Regions from separate parts of the Mus musculus genome. Here region 1 is linked to region 2. Evidence: chromatin contacts called from public Micro-C data. All regions are on one chromosome and are shown on one strand. The core of a region is the stretch at or near the end of the contact, and the rest is flanking DNA. Distances in the headings are between cores, read along the strand shown. Region 1 holds the start of Cep162 (centrosomal protein 162). Region 2 holds the start of Snap91 (synaptosomal-associated protein 91).

Region 1 (6,855 bases), core at 3,371-5,870, 380 kb before region 2:
TGGGTATAGACACAGGCTATTCATCATACATCCTTTACATCACAGCTGTATTTATTACCTCTACAGGACTATTAATAGACTTATTACTCTACCAAGAGGACTAAATGTCACAGCTGAGCTGTAAATAATTGTGTTAGCCTTGGTGAGTGCAGGTGAGATGAGGTTGCATGAATTAGTTACACCAACTGCATCATACAGGGTCTTATAAATATCTGAAGTTTAGTGTTATCTCAATAAGAAATTGCCAAGGACCTGCCTCAGCTTGAGAGAGGGTCCTGAGGAAGAGGTGAATGGGAGCGGTGGAAGAAATGATTCAAAGTCAATGATGGGTGCAAGCTGACAGGTCAGCAGTCTGCTGAGATGGCTCCTCAGATAGCTCTCTCTTGCAGAGCAAATCCCATTCTTTCATTTTGCATAAGCTACTTCCTTAGGAATTGCATATTAATTCAATCGTTTTCCCCAGGTACCCTCTTGATTATTCCATGAATCAGCATTCTCTGACCTTAGCCCCTTTGACTCTAAAGACAGAGCCACATGGCCAAAGCTGCATTCACTGCTTTCTATAGGTGGAACATGGCCCCATTGTTCTATTAGACAGACCCTGAACTCAGAGATCTACGTGGCTCTTTCTCCTGAATGGTGAGATTAAAGGTGTGTACCACCATGCCTGGACCTAAGCTTTTCTTCCCCTAAAACTTATTCTGTCCCAGGCTGGCCTTGAACTCAGAAATCTGCTTGCCTTTGTCTCCTGATTAAAGGAGTGTACCACCATGCCTAGGCCCAAGTTTTTCATGGTCACTATTCCTCAAGACCCAGAACAAAAGCCTGTGTCTTCCAGTCTCAAGATCTGGATCATTTCTGGATTGTAGTTCATTCCAGATTAAAAATCGAAACCATTCCGTCTTCAACTGCAAACACAAACAATAAGTGTAGCTGGGTGGGATCTTGCCTGGGATCACAACTACCTAAATCTGTTTGTCTCTGTGAACACAGGATTCAGCTCCATTTCACTTTCTGGAGCTTCTTTACTTGAATCATACATTTTGTTTTTTTAGTTTAGCAAGCTCTTGTTTTTTAAGCTATTCCTTTGCCTTTCAATGATCCAGGTTTTTTCCCCTCTATTGACCAATCATGTCTCCTTCCTTACTATCTTTCTAAGCTGGCTCATTAGTGTAGCTGCCTCTGTTCTTTCAAGTCTATGAAGCCCCTTGTACAATTCATAATTGCATCCTTATATTTTTGTAGTTGAGAAATCCTGTAAAAAAAAAAAAACCAGTTCTCACAGTGATTGATGTATTCTTGAACTCATGTTTTCAGGGTTCTTTCCCATAGACTTAAGGGCTGTCCTGAAAGTCATAGCCACCAAACTGCTGAGAAACACCAAACACACCTTCACCTCCTGGAATTGTGCTGTTTCTGATTATCATGGAGTCATTAACCTTGGCAGAGAGAACAGTCCCTGATAACCTTGGCAAGGACATTCCCAAAGAAGGAACATGAAATATATACATATACATATACATATGTGTGTGTGTGTGTGTGTGTGTAAGTATGAGAATATATATATATTATTATTATGCAAACAAACCTTACACCTACAGCAACCATCAGCACTCCAGGAGCCCCACATCCTGCCGGCTCTGCTCCAGGGGTAGCAACTGTGTCACATGGTCTCTTCTACCGCTATGCCTGATCTAGCAAGAATTCTTTGAAGGATCCTAAATAATGAACTAACCTAGTTTATGTTGTCAAATAATGACCTCTTATATAGACAATGTCATTGTATAGACAGTATGCTAGGGGGAACAAGTGAAAAAGCAGGAGGTTAGGGAAGTAGTTCAGGAAATAATGTTGTGGGTCAAAACATCAGCACTTAAGATTTAGAGAAGTGAATTGAAGGAAGACACATTTCAAAGGTAGTTTGGCATGATTGAGTACATATAGGGAAGAGAAAACTGCAAGATTTATGTCAAGTAATTGCTATGTCACATGAGAATTAGAGAAATAAGTATATGAAAAGAATAAAATCAAGGCTTCTGTGGCTGAAAGGAATGGCTCAGTGGGTAACGTGTTTGTGGTGCAAGAATGAGGACCAGAGTTAAGATCCACAGCACTATGTAAAAGCTAGGTGGGGAGTAATAGATGGCTGTAATCAGAGCATTCAGGGCAGAGACAGGGGATCCTCAGAGCAAGCTGGATAGCTAGACTAGTCAATCGTAAGCGCTGGGCTCTAGTGAGAGACCTTGCCTTAATGGATTAGGTAGAAAACAGTTGAAGAAGACATCCAATCGTCAACCTATGACCTCCATATACATGCACACTCAGGTGTTCTCACACACATGCATACACACAAGCAAAAACGCAAGGCTTCTATTACTTTAGAGATGGCTCTAGTGTGTGGTGGGCATAGTGCATGCACTGAAGAGGTAGAGGCATATGGATCTCTGAGTTGGAGGCCAGCTTGGTCTACAGAGAGATGTTTCTAGGGTATTATGTGAATATATATGAATTAGGTTATCATACATAGAACACTGTGGGGAGCCGCACTCACATTTGCCATTATAAGATGGCGCTGACAGCTGTGTTCTAAGTAGTAAATAATCTGCACATGTGCAGGGGCAGTTTTCCCGCCATGTGCTCTGCCTTTCTCGTGATGACAACTAGGCCGATGGGCTGCAGCCAATCAGGGAGTGACACGTCCTAGGTGGAGGATAATTCTCCTTAAAAGGGACGGGGTTCTGGCACTCCCTCTCTTCGTCTCTTCGTCTCTTTGTCTCTTTCTCTTCGTCTTTTCCTCTGCTCTCTTCCTCTGCTCTCTGCCTCTCTCTCTCTGCCCCTCTCTCTGCCTCTCTCTGCGTCTCTCTCTCTCTTCCTCTCTGCCTCTCTCTGCCGCGCTCTTCCTCTCTTGCTCCTGAGTAAGCAATAAAGCTTTGCCGCAGAAGATTCTGGCTTGTTGCGTCTTTCCTGGCCGGTCGCAAACGCGCGTAAGAGAACACTAGAGCTCAAAGGGAAATCTAGAACAAGCACAAATAGGGTTTTCATATTAACTAAGGTTATGTCATAGAAATTTGTTTTCTACAATCTTGCAACACCCTATGAGAAAATTAGCAACCCCCACCAAGAATTGTTTTAGTAGTCTGGTGCGGGTAAAGCTGAATTGGAAAATCTAACGAAAGATGGATAAGGTGAAAATAAACTAACAGTTTGGGAGACGAGGCCTAACTTTCTGTTTCCCAGAAATGAGACCCTAAGTCCAGGAACCTGTGGTCAGCAAACCAAGCCACAGGCAGCCAATCTGTGGACACCTTGTCATCTGGCCTGAAGTAAGAATAGGTATCTAGAATGGATAAGAGATCCCTCCCCACCCCAAACCTGGGAAGTCTCCAGAGCCCTAACCAATTGTAGAATCAGTCAAACTTCTAGAGATAGAGCTAACCAATCAAGGCAAAATGGCACAAATTCCTCCCTGGAATTCCCCTAACTGACAAATATAAAAGCTAGGCCTGCAAGCCCACTCACTACATGTGTCCATTCCTGAATGAGGAGACCCCTCCTTGCAGGAAATTCTGCTGAATAAACATTCTTTGCTTTTGCATACTACTTAGTTTAGGGTATCATTCTCCCAAGATCTTGGACCCTAACAAGTTGATGGTAAAAAATAACTATGGTGAGTGAGACTGAAATGAGACCTCAAGTGGAAAAAAATCCCCCAACTTTCTCAGCTTGTGTACATGACTAGCCACCATAGCTCTTCTTGCCGCACTCCTTTAACAGTTGTCTGGGCTACTTGTCTGCTTCACGGAACCCACGTCTATAGGGCATGGAATGTGCTCAATTCAGTATGTACTAAAAGAAAAGCCATAAGCTGAATTAAGTTGACTTGTAAATTGTAAAATTTAAATAATGTACATAATGCTCTCACCAAGCTTAAAATGGTAGCTTAAAACAGGTCTCTATTATTGCATTTTAATCGGATAGTTTCTGGCTTGTACACACTCAGATGTCAATATGCATTGTTGAGTGAAAAGTTCAGGCCAGAAAGGAGGTACAGAACTATGTATACCAGAGGCAAAGACCTTTACTGTTTGAAGATTTTACTTTCATTCCAAAATGTTGTCTTCTGATTTGGTGTGCCTGTGTATACGTATCCAGAGAGCGAAAGAAAGAGGAGAGAGAGAGCGGGTAAAAAAGTAAAATAAAATAAAAACTCAAGCAAACCACTGCAGAAGAGAGCTTTGAAAAGCAGGATACCAGAAAAACCAGAGCTGCTGAACTAGTGCAAGGCTCTCACTGAGAATCTTGGTATTGTGTATTTTCAAATGCTTGTCCACTGGGTGGCGGACATCTCTTCTAACACCGGAATTATTTCTAATGCATTTGTACTTTTCTCATAACACCCACACAAGGCTTATTACTTGAAGGAAATCAACCCTCTTACACCGTTTTTAAAACTTTCAACCTGGACAGTAGCCTTCAAATGAAAAGGGTGGGAAAGGCTGGAAAGAAGAGCAGCTCGCTGCGGAAGGACGAGCACAAAGGGACTAAACTACAACTCCCAGAAAGCCACGCGCTGGCTCTAGATGGTGCGCTTGCGCCTGGGTCTTCCCGGCCGGCTAGCTGAGCTCGGGATTTCCGGGAGTAAGAGAAAGCGGGATGTGCACACTGCTGCCGCGCCCACGTCCCTTACGGCCGCCACATCCTGCAGAGCCGTGAAGGTTCCAATCTTTATTTGAGAGTCACCAGAAGACTGACAGCTTGTCTGGCTGCTCCCTGGGTCACGTGGCAGGCAGGATCACGTGACACCCGGGAGCCCGCCTGTAGGGGTCTGTTGCCCTGACAACAGCCCGCTCGCCGGGACTTTCCGGGAGAGCGCGGGCTCCCAGGAGCAGGTAGGTGAGGCGTTGTGGCTGTCTGCGACCCTGTTGTTGTTTCCAGGTTGTACCTCAGGCAGGGTCTCCGAACTTTGTTTTGCGCATTACTCCGCTCCTCTGTCGGGACTCCAAGTCTTTGCTTCGAGCTAGCCCCCAAATCTGCGCTTCCTGCAGCCTGGACTGAGCTGAGGGCCCTTTCGTGGGGTTTGCCTCTGACTAACCTGTTTGTCCAACTCCTCATCCTGACCCTAAGACCTCTTAGTCGAAAATGCAAATAAAAGCACTAAGTATTCCACTGAAAGATGGTGGGCAAACCTGCTGCCGTCCCTTAGAAAAGAAAACTAGCGTTTGTTCGTGTTGCCCTAAAGAGTTAAATCCAAAGGTTTAGGACAGATCTGAAGATGGCCTCTCCTAGCTGAAGTCCAGCTTTGAGACAACTTGACTAGATCCCATTAAAGGTGCTCGCGGCATTGTTTCTTTTAGCCTGCCTTTGCTTCAAGAGAAACATAAATAGTAGTTAATGTGTGTCATTAACTTCCAAGGGTATTCTGTGCTCGTTGGGGATGTTTTAAGACAGGATTGCACTATATAGCTCAGACTAACCTGAAATTCAGGCTTGTAACTCAGGCTAACCTCCCAACTAAAGAGCTGTCTGTCTCCTAAGTGTAGAAATCTCTGGGATGCACCACTAAATTCTTTATTATATTCTGAGTCTTATAAATTCACTTAGTTTATGTCTGGAAAAAAATCCTGATTATAGAAAGTCTATTTTGCAAAACCCTTAATTTGAAAATACGTGAATCCGGAAGCACAACCTGTATACTGTGCTTTACAAGAAAAAATATTAGTCTTTCCACTCCTGCTCTTTTAATTTTTTTTTTTTTAATATTCTCTGTGAGGACCTGGATTCTGAGAGGTATTAGCAGAGACAAATACATATACAGTGGAAAAGATCCTGGAGCCCACCTCTTAGCGACTGGATGAAATGTAATGATCAACCTTGAGAAGACATACTTCATAAGCTACTTTCCCAAGTCAGTTAGCTTCAATGAATTAGACCTCCAATGGTGTCTCGTAATTGCAATATAACTGTCAAGTTACATCATATATATGTGTGTACATATATAAAACTGTCTTGAGAAGTTGAAGTTTAAAGTAGTGTTGTTTTAATGATGTTTAATGATTGTTTTCCTCCAGAGGTGTTTATTTTTCCATCTGTTTCTGTCATTTAGTGTTTCCAATGCTGTGAATAATTTTAAGATACTTGCTTTGTGACGTGAAAATTACTAACCATGGCTCACTATTTCAAAGTAGACCTTGATGAAGAATTTGAACGGTTTATGAAGGAGGTAAGCTCAAGCTGTATTTATTGTAATATTTATTGTAAATTCATCTTGTAAGATCCATCCTTGAGTGCTTTCTTCTGAAAACATAAACCACCCCATCAGCTCATCCCTTCTACCTGCACCTACAGAATTATCCAGCCGTCCTCAGTTCGACTCATTTCAAATGCTGCTGCCTGTTAGCTCAATGCCATCTTCTCACCCAGTCTACCCAGCGGTCCCAGTGAATGCAGCATTCCCTCCAAGGTGCATGTGTGCACGCGCTCACATGCAAACACAAACACATGCACACACACACACACACACACACAGAGAGAGAGAGAGGGAGAGGGAAAGGGACGGAGAGAGAGAGAAAGAGAACCATGTTGAACAAATATTTTGCTCAATTTCTGGTTATAAGGGAGTGGTTCAACCTAATTTTTTTTTAAAGTTAATTTTCTTCAGTTACAATTCATAAACCATTCAGTTCACCCACTTAAAGTTTGTATGACAACTGTTTTAGAATTATATAACCTTCACCATAGTCAGTTGCAGAATGCCTGTATCATTCCTAAAAGGAAACCCTTATCCTTTAACCATTACTCTTGGCTCTTTGTCCTTCCAGCCTTGGGTTATCCCTTACTGCTTTGTCTCCAAGTTTG
Region 2 (7,435 bases), core at 3,562-6,061:
GGGATAGTACACTAATGACAGACCAAAGAAATTATTCCACGGAAGTCCAGTTTATTGAACCAGTGAGTTTATTGGGATTACTTACTACTGTAATATTAATGATAGTTACTTACAGTAGTGTGGGTAACTCAAAGCAGTTGCTTCACTGAAAAGCCTATCCCAACACGAATCACCACACATAGAAGCTGCATCACTGAAAATCCTTGTACCACTTGTTCAGAGCTCTGCCGGCAATTGTTCCTGTGTAGATAACATTGGGGAGGGGAATCTTGAGAGTTTATAAGTTTCAGGAACTTCCTAAGCCTTGTGAGATTGTTTACTTCCTGAAACTTAGAACTTTCCTTTACTTCTCAAGCCTTAAAGAGTCTACCAACTCCTCGAGGAGGAAATTATAATTCCTAACAGTGGAAGCTAACTAGACCCATTCCATCTCCCTTTCTTTTCTTCTTGCCACACTTTTCTCCCTCGTTGATTTTTTTTCAAAAAACAGCTTGATTTTTAACTATTATTTACTTCTTTCTGCTATGTTGAACTGTTTTATTACATCCATCCTGGGGGTGGAGGGCAGCTACTTAAACAAGGATGTAAACAACTAAAAAATAGCATCAATAACTCCCAGAAAATGACCAGATTCACTAGGCCCTGCCCTGCCAGAGTAAACAATAAGACCTGAGAGTTCCTTCTCTCAGAGGAAACATAGCCAAGCTGCAAAGAAGTCTCTTAGACCAGACCTACTGTCTTTTTTTTTCCTCACAAATCTCTCCATTTTCTTTTTTTTTTCTTTTTTCTTAGATATTTTCTTCATTTACATTTCAAATGCTATCCCAAAAGTTTCCTATACCCTTCCCCTGCCCTGATCCCAAACCCACCCACTCCTGCTTCCTGGCCCTGGCATTCCCCTGTACTGGGGCATAAGATTTTCACAAGACCAAGGGCCTCTCCTCCCATTGATGGCCAACTAGGCCATCTTCTGCTACATATGCAACTAGAGACACAGCTCTTGGGGGTACTGGTTAGTTCATATTATTGTTCCTCCTATAGAGTTGCAGACCCCTTTAGCTCCTTGGGTACTTTCTCTAGCTCCGTCATTAGGGGCCCTGTGTTCCATCCAATAGATAACTGCGAGCATTCACTTCTGTATTTGCCAGGTACTGGCACAGCCTCACAAGAGATAGCTATATCAGGATCCTGTCAGCAAAAATCTTTCTGACATATGCAATAGTGTCTGGGTTTGGTGGTTATGGGATAGAGAAACATAAACCAGATGACCTGCCCTGAAGAGGATTAGACCAACTGAGGTACCTGGAAAGGACACTCTCTAACTTGTTGAGCTGTCTGTAGGCTGTGCAGTGTGTTCCAGATTTCTCAGGTTTCAAGAGCTGTCACCCATGTTGGAGTGGGTCTTGATGTGCAGTTGTATTTAAGTCATTTCTGCTCCTGTAAGTAATGTCTCACCCATCTTCCCATAAGTCACTGCCTTAGCCACTGTTCTACTGCTGTAAAGACACATCATGACCAAGGCAACTATTTAGTTGGAAGCTTGCTTACAGTTTCAGAAGTTTAGTTCATTGTCATCATGGCAAGAAGCATGGCAGTTGCAGGCAGACTCTGGAGCAGGAGCTGAGAGCTGCATCCTGATCTTAGGTAGAGAAGCAGGTGGGAAAAGAGACAGATGAAGAAAGACAGAGATGGAGAGAGAGAGAGATAAAGACACTGGGCCTGGAGTGAGCTTTAAGGCCCACCCTGGATGATACACACGTCCTCCAACAAGGCCACATTTAATAAGTTTCAATAAGTGCCACTCCCTGATGGTTATATGAGTATAAGAGCCTATGAGGGCCATTCTTATTCAAACTACCACAGTAACCCCAATAAAACCTGCTGGTTCACTAAGCTGGATTTTGATGGTATCTTAACTTTTGGATACTCTTGGTTTCATATCTGGGGTGAATAGATGAGTGTGGCTTGTCTCCCCCAGGAAATGTTTTGTCACATAAGATTAAGTTTTCTTAAGGTTGATGCTTAATAGTTATTCTTTTCCCCCTCTTTTTAAAATTGTTTTCTTTGCATATTTTAGAAAGGGTCTTGCTACATTGGTCTGGCTGGCCTGATGTTTACAATGTAGCCCAGACAGGTTTCCAATTTGTTGCAATCTTCCTGCTTCAATTACTGAGATGCCACCCCCTGGCAGTTGGGAATCAAGGAATAGCACGTAGTCATACCGCACAACAGACCTCACACAACAGATTTATTGGGAAAGGCACAAGAGTGTGGCTGCCCCTGCTAGGGCTAGAAGCAGGAGGAGGTGAGTACTGGGCTTATATAGGGTTTCTTAGGGGCAGAGGTTTCCTGGATGGAGATTTTTTAGGGTGGGGATTCGTGGGATTTCAAGTCCTGAGCTTAGAGTGAGAGCCCAGGAACTGGGTTTAGATGGGTTTTCAAACCTGGAAGTGTGCTCAGACCTTTTACCCTACAGCCTGTAGACATTTTACCCTACACTGTGTCCAGCTTCATTCCTAATATAAGTATTTTAATACTATACATTTTCTTATAGTCGGCGCTTTTTCTACAGGTAGTATATTTTGATATGTTGCATTTATTTTTATTACCATTTAGTTGAAAGTAGTTCTGTATGGGAATATTAGGTCTATGGGTGCGCTGAGTGTGCTATTTAATATACTGATTTTTAAAAAAGATATCTATCTGTTAATGAGTTTGACTCAACTGTAGGGGGGAAACCCCATAATTTGTATGACTATAATTCTTCTGAATGTATTGAACCTACTTATACAGTGAAGAATATTGTCTACTCTGGAGAATATTTTAAAAGCATTTAAAATAATGCATTCCACTATTGCAGGCTAAAGTGTTCTATATTATATGACAGAGTAAGTTAGGGCTATTTTGAATCACACATACCCTCAATAGTTTTCTGTCTACTTACTCTATCAATTATAAATGAGACGATGCAGAACTCAGCTGTAATTGTGGATTTACTATCGCTCCTTTTGCACCATCCTGTTTGAAGTTCTGTTCCTAGATGGCTAAACATATGGAATTGGCTGTTGATGAGTTTTGTTGTTATGCAATGTGCCTCTTTCTTCCCATTAACATCCCTACTATAAAGTCTACCTTAGCTAATACCAATACGGCTACTCCAGCTCTTTATCAGATATGCTGAGTTCTCGTTTACTTGCAATAAAATTCACCAATTCTATGTGTCCAAATTCATACTGTTGTTATCGACCACCTTAGTCATGATATAAACCTTTTCTATCATTTTAAATAGTTTTTCTTTTGAAGTCAGTCCCCAGTCCTGAACCTTGGCATCTGGTGTATTTTCTGTCTTGAACTTAAACCTTTCTTACTCTGTTACATAAATGGATCAAAATAGTAAATAACGTCCTGGTGATTTGGCCTCTTTCATGAAGCATCGTATGTTCTCAAATTCATCCATGTTGTTCATTTCTGTCTTGTTATTGCTAAGTAGTATTCTGTTGTGTGGATATGCCATGTTTTCTTTAGCTATTTATCAATAGACTGGTTTTCCTCCAGTGTGGGGCCATTATATAAGCTGCTACTAATTTTGAGTGAAAGTTTAAAGAGAAAAATGTGTGTGTCTGGTTCCCCCCCCCCCCAATTGGGTAAATACTGTGCAGGACTGCGGGGGTCATATAGTAATACGTACATAACTTTTTGGTGGTGGTCTTGATCTTTCTTTCTTTAGTCAACAAGGTTTCTAATTGCTGCTGCTGGGATCAGCCCCAGCTGTTAGGAAGTTATGATTGGGTATTGAACACCGGACCAAGAGAAAAACTACAAGGCAGAACCTTGATGTGTGTAAGTAGGCGTATATGACCTTGGGGGACTGAACAGAGGTCACCTGTGTAAAGCCAGAAAATATGTCAGGGAAGTACCTAAGGGAACTTCTGATCTTAACCGTGGGAATTTAAAAGAATAGTTAAGACAATGACCTTTACAAATGTCAACTCATGAAATTATTAACCGACTCCAATCCCATGCAAATAACACTCGACATTCAAATAATATAAGACGTTCCGACATATTTAAATGGCAAAAATTACAGTTTAAGGGTGCAAATGATTACAAGACGAGTGTAATCTGGCATTCAGCTAATTGCTTTGCTACTTGTCTATACCGCATACCTCAGTATTGCTTTAAGGCTAAAGCGGCTCGAATTACCTGCCCACTCGGCTCCCCGTTGTAACTGAGACTAGTGGAGCAGCCTCAAGGAGCTGAGGGTGCACAGGTAACGGTCGCGTGGCCACAGAATCTGACATTTCAAATCGCCCTGCCCATCTGGGCCTCTACTGCCGAGGACAGGCCAGCTAGTCACAGGCACGCTTCTTAGGAGAAGGGGCTGGGCTCTGTTGGCAGCGCACGCTGCCGCCCTTGCCTCGGCCTTCACAGCCCTCCCTCTCCCCAGGCCCACGCCCGCGGCGATCCCCGAGCATCCTGCAGTTGCCCGGCAGGTATGCGCGGCGCGCGCGCACCAGGTCCGCCCGGGGACGCAGCGGGTGCGCGCGGGGACGCAGGGCGCGCGCAAGAACGCAAGCCATAGAGCCGCGGCGCCCCTCCGGTCCCACCCCCTCCTCCGCCGTCGCCCGCCAGGGATGCTCGCGTGCGGCCCTCCTCCCGTTTAAAGCCGCGGCTCCGAGGGGGGCGGCGAGCAGGAGCGACAGGGAGGGGGCCGCTGGCGTTCTGCAGAGGACTGGCCCGGGTTCGTCGGCTGCCGTCACCTGACTCGTCGCAGGCGCTCCAGCTGAGGTGGGGGCGGGGATGGGGACGCTGCGCCGAGCGCTAGAGAGACGCGGCGGCGCTGGCGGAGGCGGCGGCGGGTGGGGACCGCGGGGACCGCGGAGCTGAGACAGGGGCCGGGCCGGGGCTACAGGCATCGCGGCCCGGGGACACCAGGGCGGTGCGTGTCTGCACTCAGCTACCTCGCGCGGCGTCCGGGCTGCGGTGCTCCTGGGGCGGGGTGAGTACGCTGGGCCGCACGGGTCCCCTCCCCTGCTCCAGGACCCGGGGATTCGAGGGATAATCCTAGGGCGCGGAGAAGGGCAGAGGCGGCCGGGTGACAGCTCGGTGGCGCTTTAGCGGCCGGGCGGGGCCTGGGCTGTCCGCCCTCTGAGATCCGACTGGAGAAGGGTGAGGCGCATCGCGGCTCAGGGCGGCCCGACTATAGGGATGGAGGGCGAGGGAAGAGGAGTCGTTGCTGCCGCCGCAGCCCCAGGACAGAAAGGAGGTGGCCGCGGCCCTGCGGTGCTGTGGGAGACACGTTGCGGCTCGGGGCAGCGAAAGGTGCGCGCTTCTGGGCGCGGCGTCCGGGGTAACCCCGACGCGCACCGGGTCTCGCACCACCGAAAAGGGTTGCGCGGACAGTGCTGCTTGACAGGGGGCGAAGCCGGGATGTGGTGACCGCTTCAGGGTGTGGGAAAGCGGGACCGTGGCACGATGCAAGGACTACCCTGCGGGTGGCTGACAGCCCTGGACCTCGATGGACCAACTGGGCTTGGCGCGCCGCTGGTCCCAAGAGGCGGTGCCAGGGCGGGGTCGGCGGAGGAGAGAACCGCCGAGCGGAGGGAGCAGGCAAGGCCGGGCGCTCCAGCTAAGGCGGTGCGGGTGAAAGCCGGACCATCTCCTCTTATTTCCTGCAGAAGAGGAGGCGGTAGACGCGGCCGGTGAAGATGTCGGGCCAAACGCTCACGGATCGGATCGCCGCCGCTCAGTACAGCGTGACTGGCTCTGCTGTAGCAAGAGCAGTCTGCAAAGCCACCACTCATGAGGTGATGGGCCCCAAGAAGAAGCACCTGGACTGTAAGCATCCTTTTATATAAGCGGGACATGCGCGTGACCATAGGGGCTCAAAGGCCGGCGGCATGGCCTTGGCAGTCTGTAATACTGCCAGAAGCCTTGGGAACTGGCTCACCATCGAGTCGATCCTGAGATCCTGAGCTCCTGCCTCTGGCCTTGGAGGTGTCCCCTTGAATAGGCCCTGAAACCTTGTCTATCGAGCCGTTTTTTTCTTCTGATGACCTCCAAGAGCCTAGAGGAGGGAACACACACACACACACACACACACACACGGTTGCATAAAAGTGTACATTTGGGCTACATCCTTTTAATCATTTTTTTTCTCCACTCTCTGTTAGGTTAAAGGAAATGAGGGGTGGTAGGGTCACAATGGGGAGACAGAGAGATTGATGGGTGGGTGGATGGCCACTCTTGACACTAATTTCTTAAGAGCATTTTGGATAATCGTAAAATCCTGCTTTTTCCTCTGCTGCTACTCAGAATTTGTGTGTGAGTGTGGGGGAGTGCGCGCGTGTGTCATATGTCACTACACTGAGCCGAACTGAAATAAATCCAAGCTATTGAATGAGCAGATAATGGCGATTTCATTCTGAACATCTTGGCACACTTCCTTTGTCCTGTTCTCAGAAAATGCTGGGTGGGATAACTGGTCAGCTCACAAAATGAATGTCCTCTCCTCTTTAGAGGTGGTACAGTTTTAGATGAAAACATAATATTTAATACATAATATTTCCCATGATCATTGGCTCTCCGGAGAAAGCTTTATTCTGGTTGGGGAGCTGTATGTTTCTGAAGTTTTTCATGCTGTTAGTATAGTTAGTCTTTTGCTACTGGAGGGGAAAGTGATACTTAGAAAGACTTTAACCTGCTTTAGGCAGTGAGTATCCCCCAAGACTATCCCAAATAGTATTCTACAGTCTCTCTACATCTGTTTGACCTGCTTAGACTCCTCTGCCCTTTGTTGGTGCTCATTGTTAAATGTCACTCTTGGCACAGAAACACATTTGCCCGTGCTCATATTCCCACCTCACTGTCTTGACCTCTTTTGGTTTGTTGGGGGGTTTTTTTTGTTTGTTTGTTTGTTTTATTTTTATATTTTATTTTCTTCAACCCTTCTTCTGTCTCTTGTGTTGCCAAGAAAATGGCAACCCCACCATTCCAGTTAGCCCCAGCCCTCTCCTTTGCCATGAGCAGAGCTTGAGGAAGCTTGCAACTGGGCTCTGTCAGAGCTGTCACACGGCATTGGAGACTTTTCTGTCTAGAAGTTTATCTGAGGGGGAGACATTATTACGTTTTTCCTGAGGGAATGTTTAAGAAAATTTATTGATTACAGTATAATGTGTTACACATTGAGTACCAGGTAAGAGAGGCTCTCAGGGCCAAGACACCTAACAGGAGTAGGAATTATAAATTCATGACCAGCTCCTTTTGCTGCAGCATGCTGAATCATTTAGCCATCTTTCCATCAGTTTCCCCAACTCTGGGAGGCTGACTCACGGTTCTGTCAACCTAGAAAATGTTCACGACCAAAGCTGTTCAGGTGACAGATTTGCTTTTGATGATAGATGAGTGTATTGATACGTGTCAGAGAGCATTCTCA

The links. Hi-C and Micro-C count contacts between places; a contact is called where the count stands out from the background.
Region 1: a contact with region 2 is called in a Micro-C map of embryonic stem cells, with 5 times the contacts expected there. The contact joins the promoter of Cep162 here to the promoter of Snap91 in region 2. A contact is called at or near these places in 4 of 39 promoter capture datasets (cranial neural crest, embryonic stem cells, hippocampal neurons and 1 more), 12 of 484 Hi-C or Micro-C datasets (the N1E-115 cell line, adipose-derived mesenchymal stem cells, cerebellum and 5 more) and 2 of 115 datasets of contacts at active chromatin or transcription factors (VIP interneurons and forebrain).

Annotation. Positions count from the first base shown.
Region 1 is chr9:87,253,297-87,260,151 of GRCm38.p6, reverse strand. It overlaps Cep162 (centrosomal protein 162), which reads left to right and starts at 4,620. Exons shown (of 27, transcript NM_199316.2): 1 at 4,620-4,889; 2 at 6,104-6,220. The coding sequence starts at 6,164.
Region 2 is chr9:86,877,825-86,885,259 of GRCm38.p6, reverse strand. It overlaps Snap91 (synaptosomal-associated protein 91), which reads left to right and starts at 4,811. Exons shown (of 30, transcript NM_013669.2): 1 at 4,811-4,999; 2 at 5,679-5,838. The coding sequence starts at 5,709.